Linked DNA regions of Sus scrofa: region 2 is linked to region 1. Evidence: chromatin contacts called from public HiChIP or PLAC-seq data. All regions are on one chromosome and are shown on one strand. The core of a region is the stretch at or near the end of the contact, and the rest is flanking DNA. Distances in the headings are between cores, read along the strand shown. Region 1 overlaps CHTF8 (chromosome transmission fidelity protein 8 homolog). Region 2 overlaps TANGO6 (transport and Golgi organization protein 6 homolog).

Evidence for each region. HiChIP or PLAC-seq counts read pairs in DNA pulled down with a chosen protein or histone mark.
Region 2: an H3K27ac HiChIP or PLAC-seq map of skeletal muscle shows a contact between it and region 1, with 4 times the contacts expected there. The contact joins two enhancer-like sites. A contact is called at or near these places in 2 of 47 Hi-C or Micro-C datasets (embryonic fibroblasts and subcutaneous adipose tissue) and 1 of 2 datasets of contacts at active chromatin or transcription factors (skeletal muscle).

The regions. Positions count from the first base shown.
Region 1 is chr6:17,839,737-17,846,856 of Sscrofa11.1, reverse strand. CHTF8 (chromosome transmission fidelity protein 8 homolog) reads right to left here. Exons shown (of 4, transcript XM_021093878.1): 2 at 5,976-6,033; 3 at 5,605-5,722; 4 at 2,502-5,216. The coding sequence starts at 5,998. The coding sequence ends at 4,992. HAS3 (hyaluronan synthase 3) reads left to right here. Exons shown (of 3, transcript NM_001001268.1): 3 at 1-1,883. Among named protein-coding and RNA genes, the nearest start is that of HAS3, 9.7 kb to the left of the region's middle. Within about 2 kb of position 4,461, at least 6 of the 83 cell types and tissues checked have an H3K27ac peak or open chromatin away from gene starts, as enhancers often do. A contact at or near this core is called in skeletal muscle, where this site is marked.
Region 2 is chr6:17,995,178-18,001,978 of Sscrofa11.1, reverse strand. It overlaps TANGO6 (transport and Golgi organization protein 6 homolog), which reads left to right. Exons shown (of 19, transcript XM_021093875.1): 12 at 6,158-6,176; 13 at 6,179-6,291. Among named protein-coding and RNA genes, the nearest start is that of TANGO6, 73 kb to the left of the region's middle. Within about 2 kb of position 4,253, at least 8 of the 83 cell types and tissues checked have an H3K27ac peak or open chromatin away from gene starts, as enhancers often do. A contact at or near this core is called in skeletal muscle, where this site is marked.

The sequences.
Region 1 (7,120 bases), core at 3,212-5,711:
CCACCCTCCTCCCCATCCAATGATCAATGCAATCAGACTGTGCCTGAGATAACGCATCAGAAAACAGGGTCCAGGAATGGTGCTTTCTTACATACCCCATTCCACAGCTCAACCTCCCAAGGAGGAGCCAGTCTAGCAGGGAGTTAGCAGTGAACTGCTTTCGAGTGTGTGTATATATACGTTTATGTTAAAAAGGAAAAGTTTGCCAGGAGCAACAAACACTGGTGGTGGTGCTGAAGGCTTTGAGCTGAATGTATTTTACCTGTCAAGTGCCCAGACCTCTAGATTAGCCTGTCTGTGATCTCTGCTGGGGAGATGAAATGTTTTGGTCATCTGCCAGGAAGATGAAATCCCAATGTGCTCAGAAAGGGAGTGAAGGCTCGGGTATTTCAACCTGTATACTCTTGAATTCTCTCACATTCAGTTCTTGAGTCTTAGCCTACTTGCTTCACTTCACTTCAGAGTGATAAAGTCACTTGTTTGACCCTCCTCCTCATTGGGTAAGTCTTCTCAGGTGGCGAGTGAGAGAGCCTGGACTCTCATAGGTCCCCCCCACCCCGCCCCACGACAGGCAAGCCTGCCTTCAGCATGTGAGGGGAGAACTATTAAGAGCCTCTGACCCAACTGGCTGGTCTTGGAACTGCCTGGACAAGTTCCCTGGCGGCTAGGTAGCACGCACGACTTAAGAGTTCCTGACAATCACCTCTAATGGGAAGCTTTGCAGTGTTCCCTAAGTGAACCCTCAATCCAAGTCCATTCTCCTCAGTGGCTTCTCCAGGGAGTCCTGACAGCCAAGTGTGGACAGTTACTGCTGCACTGGCTTGCTTCTGTCCAGAAACCAAACTAGGAGATGAAATTGGTTCTGAAATTCTAAGGTTCTTACTTTCTCTCATGCCTCTTGAAGTGGTTTGATTTCCCTCTGCTTTTTTTTTTGGGGGGGGGGAGGCCATTTTCTATAGAGTTGCAATCCATAGACTGTTCTGAGCACTTGGGTTCAACCCTGGGATCCTGACTAAGCCTTTGACTTAGGGTTGTTTGCTCAAGCAGGCTCTCTGAGAGGGACCTGCTGAACCCTCAGAACCAGCACAAAGGTGGAGAGGAGTTGGGGGGGGGGGCAGGCCTCTAGAATGCCCAGATGCTTCCTACAAAGGAATGTGTGCTCGGAGCCAAGGACGGGCAAACCCTGGTGCTTTCCTTCATCTCCCGTGAACTTGACGGTTTTCCAGGGGCAGCCAACACTGCTGCATGGCACAGACCTCAAGTTCAATTCAACTGCTGGTTGACATAGGGCCCAGTCCATGAAGGCTGGGAGGAGGTGGCAGGCATTTGCTCAAGTCAGTTGTTCCAGGCTCTTCCGTGTTTTTGCTGGCCAAGAAGTAAACTATTTTGAGCACTACAATGGAGGAAATCCGGTCAGCCAACTGCAGAGCTCAGACTTCACTGAGGGCTTGTTTTTCTTCAGCTTTTACTTGAAGGTTAATGTAGAATGGATGCCCAGATGGAGAACTCTGGGCTGTCCTCCCATCAGCTCTGCCTTGCTCTGTGGTTATCAACTTCCCCCAGATCAAGAGTAGGCAGGTACAAGTAGTGGGTTCACAACGCTTGACCTCGACTGGTTTTTTCCTAAGTTATTTTGTACATTTTTCAGCAGCAAAACCAAACTGGGTCTTGAGCTTTATTCCCATTTCTTGCAAGGGAAGAGCCTTTATATACAATTGGACACATTTTGGTTTTTTCCTGAGAATTTTAACCCTCTTTTGTATTATTTCTACAATAATTTGTAAACGTATTTATTTTTACTTTTTTTTTTAAATTTTACTTTTCAGGTCAAATTTTTTATACTGTACTTGTTTGTCAAAATAAAGATTCTCACATAATGCTGGTATCTTGGAGCTACTTCCTCCCTCTTTGTACTTAATGAAAGCTGCTCTTTATTCCAGTTTGAAAAGATTAGTACTTGAGAGCAAGCTCATTTTGTCAAGGTAATGCCGGTGGAGCTCAGAAGCAAGGTAAGTTGCCTCTGGATACAGTGGGCCCAACCTGAGAAATGCATACCTGTGGTAGCTTTTTTTTTCTTTTTGCTTTTCAGGGCCACACTTATGGCATATGGAGGTTCCCAGGCTAGGGGTCTAATTGTTGCTACAGCTGCTGGCCTACATCAGAGCCACACGAGATCTGAGCCACACCTGCGACCTACACCACAGCTCATGGCAACACCGGATCCTAACCCACTGAGCGAGGCCCAGGATTAAACCTGCAACCTCATGGTTCCTAGTCGGATTCATTTCTGCTGTGCCACGACAGGAACTCCAGAGTGGTGCTTATTTTTATTGTGGAGGGTGAACAGACTCTTTGGTGAAATTACTGCCAGGTAAGTGAACCCAAACTAAGCAGCTAAGGCTCAAAATCAAAGGTTGCTTCCTCCTTGAGTGAAAGATTTTTATCTGTCAGGTAGGATTGTGGCCAAGCTGAAACAATGAAAAAACAGTGGGTAAACTTCCTTCCCTGTGGAACAGTAATAAAAAGGGAGTGAACTGAACAGCCCCCTCATCCCATTTATTAAAGAAACAGTAAGAAAAGATACAATGCAGGAAAAACACCAACCATCCTTTCACATCAGGCTGAACAAAGCACAGTGATTTCTCCCCTTCCTTCCCCCACCCCCCCTACCCCATTCCCCAGTCCCATCCACTTCAGTTTAAATTTTTGAGGTTCTTCGATTTGGGAGTACCAGTGGAGAAGGAATTGGATGATCAGTGGGGCCTTGACTCTGGCCTCCTCTTAGTCCCAGGAGAAGGAAGCTGTAGTCCCAGTCAGTCAAGCAAAAACTGTATTTGGTGGGTCTCGGAAGTAGTTTACCCACCTCCCTGTTCTGTGTTCAAGCCCCCAGGGGAAGGTATGGCAGTAGATGATGACCAGTCGGCGCTACTGAAGCATGGTCCGTTCACCAACGCAACATTTCTAGAAAGCAGTGGGCTGATTCTCCAGTGGTGAGCAGGGGACTACATATGAATTGGGACCTGCAGGCCAATGTATCCCTGAGGAAGAGTCCACAAGAACAATTCAAGAAACTAGTAAGAAACAATGGGCAGAAAGCTGTGGGATAAAAGCACAGCAGGCTCTGGAAGGCTGGAGATTCTCTTTCAAGGCAGGATCACTCCCATCTGCCAAAGTCCATGTCCCATAGGTAACAAACATTTCACCTTCAGTCATGAAAGAAGCATTGGGGGGTCGGGGGGGCGGGTCATTTGAACTTGAGCCCCAGCTATGTACTTCAGACTGTAGCTCCCTATCTACCCTTTCACTTAAAACACAGCCCTGCCCAGAACCACGGTGCCTGGAAACCAAGGTGGTCCTGGAGAGAAAATGGTATTTAAGGGGGTAACATTCCATTTGGGTACATGCAGCCATTGGACCTCCAGGTCTCGGGAAAGCAGCTGGGTTTGTGCCAGGCAGGCTCCCCACTCTAGGAAATGGGACCAAAGTCTTGCTTACAGGGCCATTCATCCTTGGAAAGGAAGCCGGGTTTAGACCCAGGGTCCCAGTCGGCCTTGCAAAAGGAGCTGGGTTGATACCCACAGGGCCTGCTGGAGAAGAGCCTAGTGGCCCAGGAGCTGACCTGGGGAAAGTAACCTGACCAGGGCCTAATGGGCCAGTAGACCTTGGGAAGGTAGCTGGACTTGGACCCTGTAAACCAGTGGCCCTCGGGAAATTAGCTGGGTTGGGCCCTAGCGGTCCAGAGGCTCTTGGGAAAATTGCTGGATTTGAGCCCTGCAGACCAGCAGACCTCTGGAAATTAGCTGGGTTGGAAGCCAATGTGTTAGAAGACTGAGAGAAGGTAGCTGGGTTCAGTCCCCCTGAACCTGTCCCCCTTGGAAAAGGATTAGCATTTACTCCCATGGGGCCTGCTGGCCTTGAAAAATGCGTTGAATTAGGGCCGATGGGGCCAGGGCCCCTTGACATGGGAGATGGATTTGGCCCTGGAAGGCCAATTCCCCGAGAGCCAGGACCCGAGTTTGGGCCTATGGGGCCAGGTATTCTGGCCATGGAAGATGGGCTTGTGCCCATGTTTCCAGAGGCCTGTGAGAAAGAAGCTGAATTTGCTCCTAAAAGACCTGCTGCTCTTAGAATGGGAGCAAGATCTAGGCCTTGAGGTCCAGCCATTCTTAAGTTAAGACCAGATCCTGTGCCCAAGAGCCCACCTGCTCTGGTGTCCAGATTAGGGCCAGGGCCTAGGCCACTTGCTCTTGGGTTAGGCCCAAGGCCTGGGCCCAGGCCACTTGCCCTTGGGTTGGGCCCAAGGCTGGGGCCTGGAAACATTCCTGACCTTGGGGCAGGATTTGTACCTACGAAACCTGATCTCAGATTGGGACCTGGTCCAGGGCCCAAGCCAATGGGCCTAGGATTGGGAGGACCATTCCCAGAAGTCAACAGGACACTTGCTCTCATGTTGGGTCCAGATCCAGGGCCCATAGGGCCACCACTTCTAGGGTCAGGACCTGTTCCCAGAAGACCACCTGCCCTTGGATTGGACATAGGACCTGGCCCTGGAAGACCCCCTAACCTTGGGTTAGACAGAGGCCCTGGGCCTGGAAGAGACCCTGCTCTAGGATTTAGAGCTGACCCTGGGCCTGGACCCAAGAGGCCACCAGGCCGTGGGAAAGAAACTGCACCTGTGCCAGTGGGATTCATTCCTCTTGGAAAAGAAGCCATGCTTGGGTCACGAGTACCAGCAGGGAAAGGTGCTGGATTTGAAGCCAATGAGCCTGAAGAAGTTGGAAAAGAAGACGGGTTCCTCGGAAATGGAGCCAAATTTCCACCAAGAGAACCAGTTGCCATAAGGAAAGAATCAGAGTTCATACCCAGTGGGTGGCCTGTGTTTAAAACAGGACCCCCTTGTGGTCCCAGGGAACTGTCGAGCCGTCCTCGAGGTGGCAGCGGAGCACGAGTCCAAGGAGTTGGCCGCTCTCTAGGGAAAATCCGGGGCTCTTTCATACTTTCTTGGGGACGTTGGTGATAATGGGCTTGGGGCGGGTTTTGAAAAGGATCTTGTTTTTGATGAGTGCTGTCACCAGGTACCGAGTGCCACTCTCACAGCCAAGCTCATCACAATCCTGCTCCCCAGGAGTATGTTTAACAAGGACTGCAAATGGTTTCTCCAGGTGGATGATTTTCCCATACAGGATATGATGCCCCACGATCAGCACAGGGATTCCCTTTGGCAGAACAAGAATGAGATGCCTGAGGTTCAGGGCAAGGTCATAACATTCAGGTGCCTTCTAGAGATGCTCTTGGGAGGCAATGCTGGCACCTCCACTCCCTCTACCATTGCTGAGAAGCCACACACTGGACAATCCACCCTCATATCTTTTTCACTCTTTCTAGCCCAGATAAGAGAATTTCTACTTTTAAGACTGTGACCTTTCCAGAATCCCCAAGTTAAATCTCCCTGCTATTGCGGATGTGGGGGGAGAACAAGCAGGGAGCTGAGCTAGCCCCTGAACAACAAACCTGAGGGCAGTCCTCACTCTGGGTCCTGGGAGCACCACCTTGGTGTAGCTTGCTTTCCTGAGGCATTAGGCAGGGAAAGAAAAGTCCCCTCACCTCAGTGGTGTAATGTAGGTCTCCCAGGAGGTTTCCAGCTAATCCAGTGCTGTAGCGAGCCTCGATCTCCCCCTGTAGCTCCATCAGCACCCATTCTGCCAGGCCTCCAGCCCCAGCACTGCAAGCAAAGGGCTGGCGGTTACAATATTTTTGAGGGGTGAAGGATGAATAATAGTGTCCTACACCACCATTCAAGGCCCAAGGGAATTCTTCGTTGAGCACAAGTTCCTGGTAAAGGGGGCAGTGCTAGGCACTGAACTAGACACTGGTGTGCAAGATGCACCTGATGACCCCAGTTCCTCCAGGGAAATTTCAAACCTATACAGCTCTAATTATTCAAGCTAAATAAAAAAGTCTCAACATGTACTTACCTGGAAATAACAATCTGCACCATGAGCTTTCGATCTTTAAAAAGCAACTGAAAAGAAGCTGTGGAGGAAAAAAATGTTTTTAAATAACAGTAAAAATAGGTAATATTGTTATTATAATGATAACAATAGCTAATATTTGTCACTTACTGTGTACTAGGTACTTTTCTAAATGCTTTAGACACATTTTATTTCACTCGTCTAACAAGTCCACTAACATGTACTTTTAAAAACTGACATTATGCACATAACACTGTCTCAGATTACCAAAGGTCAACCACAGGGTGGAAAGTTAAAGTTACACAGCTACTAGACAACAAGCCAGGATTTGAACCCAGGACACACACTGCACAGCCAATATGCTAATTTTACTTTCTATGTATTTTTCATTCTGCGTACTTAAAAAAAACAAAAAACCCAAAGTATTCTCTTAGATTTTACTTTTTCCTTTGGTGGTGATATACACTTCACGTCTACCACTTTGGTTATCTTGTACTTCAATGTGCAAAGGATCTCTAAAAGACAAGAGACCTGAAAAGATCCTTTTAGACAACTTTAGTGAATGGTAAGCTAACTTTCTGACATGACTCTCAGGAAACACTTCACCCATCTTTGGACACTAAGATACCCTGACACACAATCTGCTTTATCTTTTACAATAGCACCACCTGGTGGCAAGTTTGCAGTACACTACAAGAAGGAGTTAAAATGAGACATTTTTGCCTGAAACAACTTGTACTTCTCTTCCTAATTTAGGATAGATTAATGGGAAGATTGAAGGGATAGGAGATTTAAACTACAGCTTTTGCACAGCTTTCCAAATGAATAGATGGTGCAGTTATTAGATCAATGTTTATGAGCTGTAGAACAGTGAGTTAACATATTGTAATTGAACTCTCAATTAACAAACACCTGATTAAAGTTAAACAGGTTTCTTTACTGCTACGATAATCTTCGTTTTGGATCTCCAGCGAAAGGAGTATTGCCAGAAGCACTATAAGACAGCAGAACCCGGAGTTCCCGTCGTGGCGCAGTGGTTAACAAATTCGACTAGGACCCATGAGGTTGCGGGTTCAATCACTCAGTGGGTTAAGGATCCGGCGTTGCCGGGAGCTGTGGTGTAGGTTGCAGACACTGATCAGATCCCA
Region 2 (6,801 bases), core at 3,004-5,503, 160 kb before region 1:
TGCCGGCCTATGCCACAGCCACAGCAGCACAGGATCCGAGCCTTGTCTGCGTCCTACACCATAGCTCACAGCAACACTGGATCCCCGACCCACTGAGCAAGGTCAAGGATTGAACCCGAATCCTTACGGATACTAGTTGGATGCATTACTGTTGCACCACAAATAGCAACTCCTATTTTTTCTTTTTTTTTTTTTTTTTTTTTTTCTTTTTAGGGCCATACCTGTGGCATATGGAGCTTCCCAGGCTAGGGGTCTAATCGAAGCTACAGCTGCCAGCCTGTGCCACAGCCACAGCAATACCGTATACGAGCCGCATCTGCGACCTACACCACAGCTCACAGCAATGTTGACTCCTTTAACCCACTGAGCAAGGCCAGGGGTTGAACCCATAACCTCTTGGTTCCTAGGTGGATTCGTTCTGCTGCGCCATGATGGGAACTCCCTATTTTTTTCTTTTAAAAAAGTAGATATTTTTAACTCAGTCCACTGTCAGTGCCAAGAAGCAATGACAATCAGGTAGCAGTAAGCATCCCTAACACCAGAGTGTAGTTTGTAGATACTGTTTCTAAAAGAACGCAGTTCATTGGATTAAAGATTCATTGGGTCTAGGCAGGAATTGTACACTCCAAGCCTCAGGGCATCTTCTTGCACCTGAATACAAAGAAGCTGTCTAAGATGAACAGGGTCATGTCGGTAGCATTGAGGAGCCAACTTGGAGGGCTCCCACTGACCACAGGTGGGACCATTTGAACCCTAAAAGGAATAATGCCTGTAGTGGATTGAAACACATCAAGTTCCCTCCCCAAAGATCTCTTGTAGGACATCTTTGGAGGTTGCTTGGGCATCAGGTCGCTATTTTGTAAGTTGGTAAAATGAAGGGAAAGAATAAAACATTCGTCTTGTCCTTCCTATAGGAACTGTATTTCAACTTAATAGTCACCAAAGACATTTTTCTTTATATAAGAACTGTGCCTGAAAAATTCAAAAAGAAAACTAGAAAATTATATTTTGCCATCCCCTAATAGAATAATGGATCTAGATAACAATCATAAATGTCTGCTGAAACCATTTGGGATGCTTCTCTTAGGCCAAATACACCCAAACTAACTGATCCTTTCTTCTCCCAGAATTTTCCTATGAAAAATTTCAAATTTGAAAGAATTTTAGGATTTCCCATTGTGGCTCAGTGGTAAGGAACCCGACTAGTATCCATGAAGGTTCAATCCTTGGCCCCACTCAGTGGGCTAAGGATCTGGCATTGCTGTGAGCTGAGGTGTAGGTTGCAGACGTGGCTCAGATCTGGCATTGCTATGGCTGTGGTGTAAGCCGGCAGCTGCAGCTTTGATTCAACACCTAGCCCAGGAATTTCTATATGTCACAGGTATGGCCCTAAAAAGCCAAAAAAAAAAAAAAAAAATTTATACTGAGTACCTCTATACCCACTACCGCAGTTCTGCCATTAGCATTTCTTTTCTGTTTCTTTTCTTTTTTTTTTTTTTTTTTTCTTTTTGCCATTTCTTGGGCTGCTCCCTCAGCATATGGAGGTTCCCAGGCTAGGGGTCATATCGGAGCTGTAGCCACCAGCCTACGCCAGAGCCACAGCAGTGTGGGATCCAAGCTGCGTCTGCAACCTACACCACAGCTCACAGCAACGCCAGATCCTTAACCCACTGAGCAAGCCCAGGGATTGAACCCGAAACCTCATGGTTCCTAGTCGGATTCATTAACCACTGAGCCACAATGGGAACTCCAACATTTCATTATACTTGCTTTATCACATGTTTATCTATGTCTCCATCTGTCTACGCATTTTATTTTTGGTGGATTTCAGGGTTAATGCAAGTATCAGTTTATGTCCCGCTAAATATTTCAGCCTAGACTGATTTAGCTTAACATCATCGTAAGAGGACAAGCAGACAGTATTATGTGCCTCTTCATGCAGTGGGAAGTTGCCACACCACCTGGGAAGGGCTCTTACCCCAACCCCCAAAACAATACAAAACAAACCCCCCAAATATGCACCTGAATCTAATCAAGAAAACTCAGGATAGAGGAGCAAATTAAGTGCTGTGAGGAAATAATCAGCCAAATCCCTAATGTGGGAAATTCCATAGTACAAATGACCCAGTTTCTTCATTAAATAAATGGCATTAAAGAGGAGCAGAGCTGTTGTAGCTTAAAAGGGACTTGAGGGAGTACTGCTGTGGCTCAGTGGGTTAAAGGGTCAGGCATTGTCACTGTAGCAGCTTGGGTCACTGCTGTGGCACGGGTTTGACCCCTGGCCGGGAACTTTTGCGTGCAGCAGGTGTGGCCAAAAACCAAACAAAAAAAAAAGGGACCTGAGTCATATAGAAATGAAATGTGTGGATGTTGATTCAAACAAACCAATTGTATGAAGACCTTTTTGCGATAGTCATGGACTAGGTATTAGAAGATGTAAGGAATTTTTATTGAGCGTAATCGTAGCGTGGTAGGTATGTTAAAAAAAACTTTGTTGGAGATGCATATTGATGTTTTCGTGGACGAAAGATTAAAAATTCAGTAAAGTGTGTTGGCCAATGCCATGTTATTCGTATGTGAGATGATGCTGAGAGGAGCGAGGCGTGCAACAGTCCATATAGATATAGAGCCCCCTGCCCGCTCCCAAGTTCTTTCATTCCGCAAACAAGTATTGGGAGCCTCCTATGTGCCACATACTCTGCTGGGTGTCAGAGATGCAGTGGGGAACAAAACGTCTCTGTGCTCTTTGGAGCTTCCATTCGCATGGGGGAGTGAGAGACAGTAAACAAGTAAGCAAAGCACACAGTGTGTTTAGGCGGCGCCAAGCACCAGGGAGAAAACTCAAACCAGGGAAGGGAAGAGAGAGGGAGTGCGGCAAATCGGTGTCGTGGGCAAGCTCGCTGAGAAAGCGACTTTTGAACAAAGAGCCGAAGTGCGGAAAGGGGCAGCTGCTGAGATACCTAGGGGAAGCGTGTTCTGGATAAGGGGGAGCATGCCCCGAGTGTGGAGGGATCAGCCAGGGAGCCAGTGTAAATGGAGTAGAATGCACACGATTCCCCTTTTCCTGTCCTTTCAGGAAACTACCACCCTCTGCACCTTTCTGTAACTGGATCACTGTAATTAGCGGAGGAGAAGTGGTTCTACATGCTGCGGTCTTTTTCATATGCTAAGTTTTTCACAGAACTAACACATGCTCGTTCTATCTAAGCAACATAGATGTGCACATTTTAAAAGGTAGAGACTTCTGATTAAAGATGGTATACTGAACAAACGTGTTTATCTGCTCCCTCTGGAAACCACAGGGACCGACAGAGCAGGAGAGGAGAGACAGTAGATAAAAGAGAATAACAGCATTCGGGAATTGGAAAATAATAGCTGATTCAGCAACTTCAGAAAATGGAAAGCTAAGTGCATGCATGGGAGACGTCAAGAAGCAAAGTGCTGTGCCTCCATAAGGCTGTTAACATTTTTTTTTTTTTTTGAAAAAAAAAAAAAAGCAAGCCACTTCTCACTGCAGAACGCTGGAAGGACTGGAGGCTCCAGATAAGCTCTAAAGATGGAGCTGAATTTAAAGTTCAAACCGGGTTGAAAGGCTCCGCAAGAGTCAGTAGACTTTTTAGTTCCTTCCTTAACTTCATACATACCTCACCGCCCCAGCAGAACCCTGGAGGTTTATTCGTGAGAGAGGTTGAACCCATAGACTCAGAACTTGGGTGGCAGTAGCACCCTGCAAAGCTGGAGGGTTAAGTTGACATCTGCAGACTCAAGAGTGAGGCCTCAACCCCCTTGCACTCAGCTGCCAGAATGTTGGCAGCAAGTTTCACATCCCCATAGGATTACTGTGATGATTAAGTGAGTTAATTACCTGTAATATGTTCAGCATAGTACCTGGTAAATGGTAAATGCTTAATGTTATCACTGAATTACAAAGGTAAATAATTAAAACTGGTTGCCTCTGTAGAGTCAGAATCAGACGGGGCGATGGGGTACGGCCCTGCCATTTTTCATTATAAATTTTCAGGAATATTTGGCTTTTAGAATTTTATAAGTTTACAGAAATTTTTAAGTAAAAAGTCAAAGTGCCTCCCATTCTCTTTGCAGTATACGTAAGCTCTAGAGCAGGCGTCAGTCACATACCTGTCCTTGCGGCTGGCGGCCCCATAAAATCACAGGAAATGAGTAGTAGGGGAGGAGCCGTTGTCCAAATGGTTACAGAGGTTTTGTTGTTACAAGAAAGATTGGGGGAAAGGGTACTTCATAAATGACAATAACAGCTGGCTGTCACGCCAGTTGTCACAGCGCCCAGGTTTTTTTCTTCAGTATACATAGAAACCGAAAGTATGTTTCTTAAAAATAGGATCATACTACTTGTTTTGCAATAGTAAACATAAAAAAATTAGACATACAAACATATGTATGTATGTCTATAGATAATAAATAGTAGAGAGGGATTTAGAAAAAGTTTGAAGGCTAGATAATTCTGTTATAGCCATTTAACAATAAATTTGTGCTGAAATCGAAGCTTCCTATAATTGAGAAGTGCTTTAGAAAATTCTTTGGAGGCCAAATAGGTGGCCCAAGATGGTAGATGCAGGAGTTTCTCTGGGAAAGGCCAGGGTCCTTAACTTCTAGTATCAATAAAGTCTTTGGCTAGAGAGGGTGGTGAAAATTGCCATGACCAGCATTGTTTGTTACAGTAATGGAACTTGTAATAACCTTTCTAGTTTCCTGCCTTGCTCCAAAAGACAAGTGTTAACAAGCCATTTTCCTGACTTTAAGCCTGCAATAAAGATTCTAGCATAGCATGTGATTTGCCCAGAGAGTTAAACATGCAAGCTTGCATGGTATTTAAAGGCTCATTATGACCTATCGCAGCCATCCCATTTTCAAAATGATTTTTCCCTTTTGAGCCATTAACCCTAAATATGCGTGTGAGTGTGTGTGGGTGCCCCCGTATGGATATGCATGTGCTGTCTTTTATTCAAATGTGTTTCTGCTTAAGATGATTAATCCAAGTGCAGGCGAAATGATGCTGGCCAAAATGAATTCCTATTTAAGGCTTAGTTGTTAGACCAATTCTGTGTAAAATCTTACAGATGAATAATCTTAATCCTTTAAAACTATTCAGTGCTTTAAAAAATGATTCTGGGGTGTTTTCCCGTCGTGGCTCAGCGGAAACGAATCCGACTAGGAACCGTGAGGTTTCGGGTTCGATCCCTGGCCTCGCTCAGTGGGTTAACGATCCGGTGTTGTCGTGAGCTGTGGTGTAGGTTGCAGACGCGGCTCGGATCTTGCGTTGCTGTGACTCTGTTGTAGGCCGGTGGCTACAGCTCTGATTCGACCCCTAGCCTGGGAACCTCCATATGCCGCGGGAACGGCCCAAGAAATAGCAAAAAGACAAAAAATATAATAATAATAATAAAATAAAATAAAATAAAAAATGATTCTGGATCATTTGTGCAGATTGTTTGAGGACACTGAAGTCCAGATAAAATGAATGCCTCTTGCTGCATTCCCTGCTTTCTAGAACTAGACTGTCAAAACGGGGGGAAGGCGTCCTTGAGGAGGAACCCTCCGTAGGAGAGGCAGATCTAGGATACTCTAAGACGGTCAGAAAGTAACAAATCATCATTTCTTTTTTTTGGCCATGTCTGAGGCATGCGGGAGCTCCCAGGCCTGAGATTGAACCCTCGCCACAGCAACGACCAGAGCTGTTGCGTCGGCAATACCAGATCCTTTACCTGCTGCACCACTGGGAAACTCCAACCAATCATTTTTCACTTTAATTTCCTGGCAAAATTCATGAAAAGTAAAGGAAGGTGGATTGGTGATTAAAACATTTGGGAAAGTATAAATGGACTTTCTCATTTATTGACTCTGTGGCCTTGAGCAGATCACCTCTTTCAGCCTCAGATTCTTCATCTGAAAGTGAGGGCAGATGTACCAACGTCCTAGAGTTGATGTGAAACCTGAGTGAGCTTGTGCCTGTAAAACACTGAGCTCCACGCCTGCTCCCCAGTAGCACCTGTTCCTGACGCTTCTTGCTACAGTTTGTTGAGGAGGGGAGAGATGAGTATGTAGACCCAAGATGTAAAGTGAATTTTGAGATTTCTTTTCCCTTCTTCCTGGCTGATTCTAAATTCTATTTCTGTGGTAGGTTGTGGACTTTGTAGCAGCAGCCTGCAGCGAGCCTGTGCAAGCTTGGCCCACCAGGCGGAGAGCAGTGTGGAATCACAGACACTGAGCATGTCCATGGGGCTTGTGGCCGTCATGCTGGGAGGAGCTGTTCAGGTGAGTCGCAGCCCTGAGCCAAACTTGAAAGGAGGGAGAAGAGAAAAGCCTCCTGCTTTCCTTCCATCCCCCTGTGAGGAATAAGAATGGGTACTGCGCATAGAAGCCCCAGGACAAACAGGGCAGGTTGTTAGTAAGAATTCTGTCCGAAGTGGAGGAAAGGAAACCAGGTCGCTTTCACCTTGTTGCCTTGATGACTTTGCCATCAGGAGGGCAGGGCTTTTTTTTTTTGGCTTTTTAGGGCTGCACCCGTGGCATATGGAGTTTCCCAGGCTAGAGGTTTAATTGGAGCTGCAGCTGCCAGCCTACACCAGAACCACAGCAATGCGGGATCCAAGCCACATCTGTGACCCACACCACAGCTCACAGCAATGCCGGATCCTTAACCCACTGAGCGAGGCCAGGGATCAAAGCTGCATCTTCATGGATGCTAATCAGATTTGTTTCTGCTGAGCAATGATGGGAACTCCGTTTTTGTTTGTTTGTTTGTTTTAATTTTCTCTTTTAGGG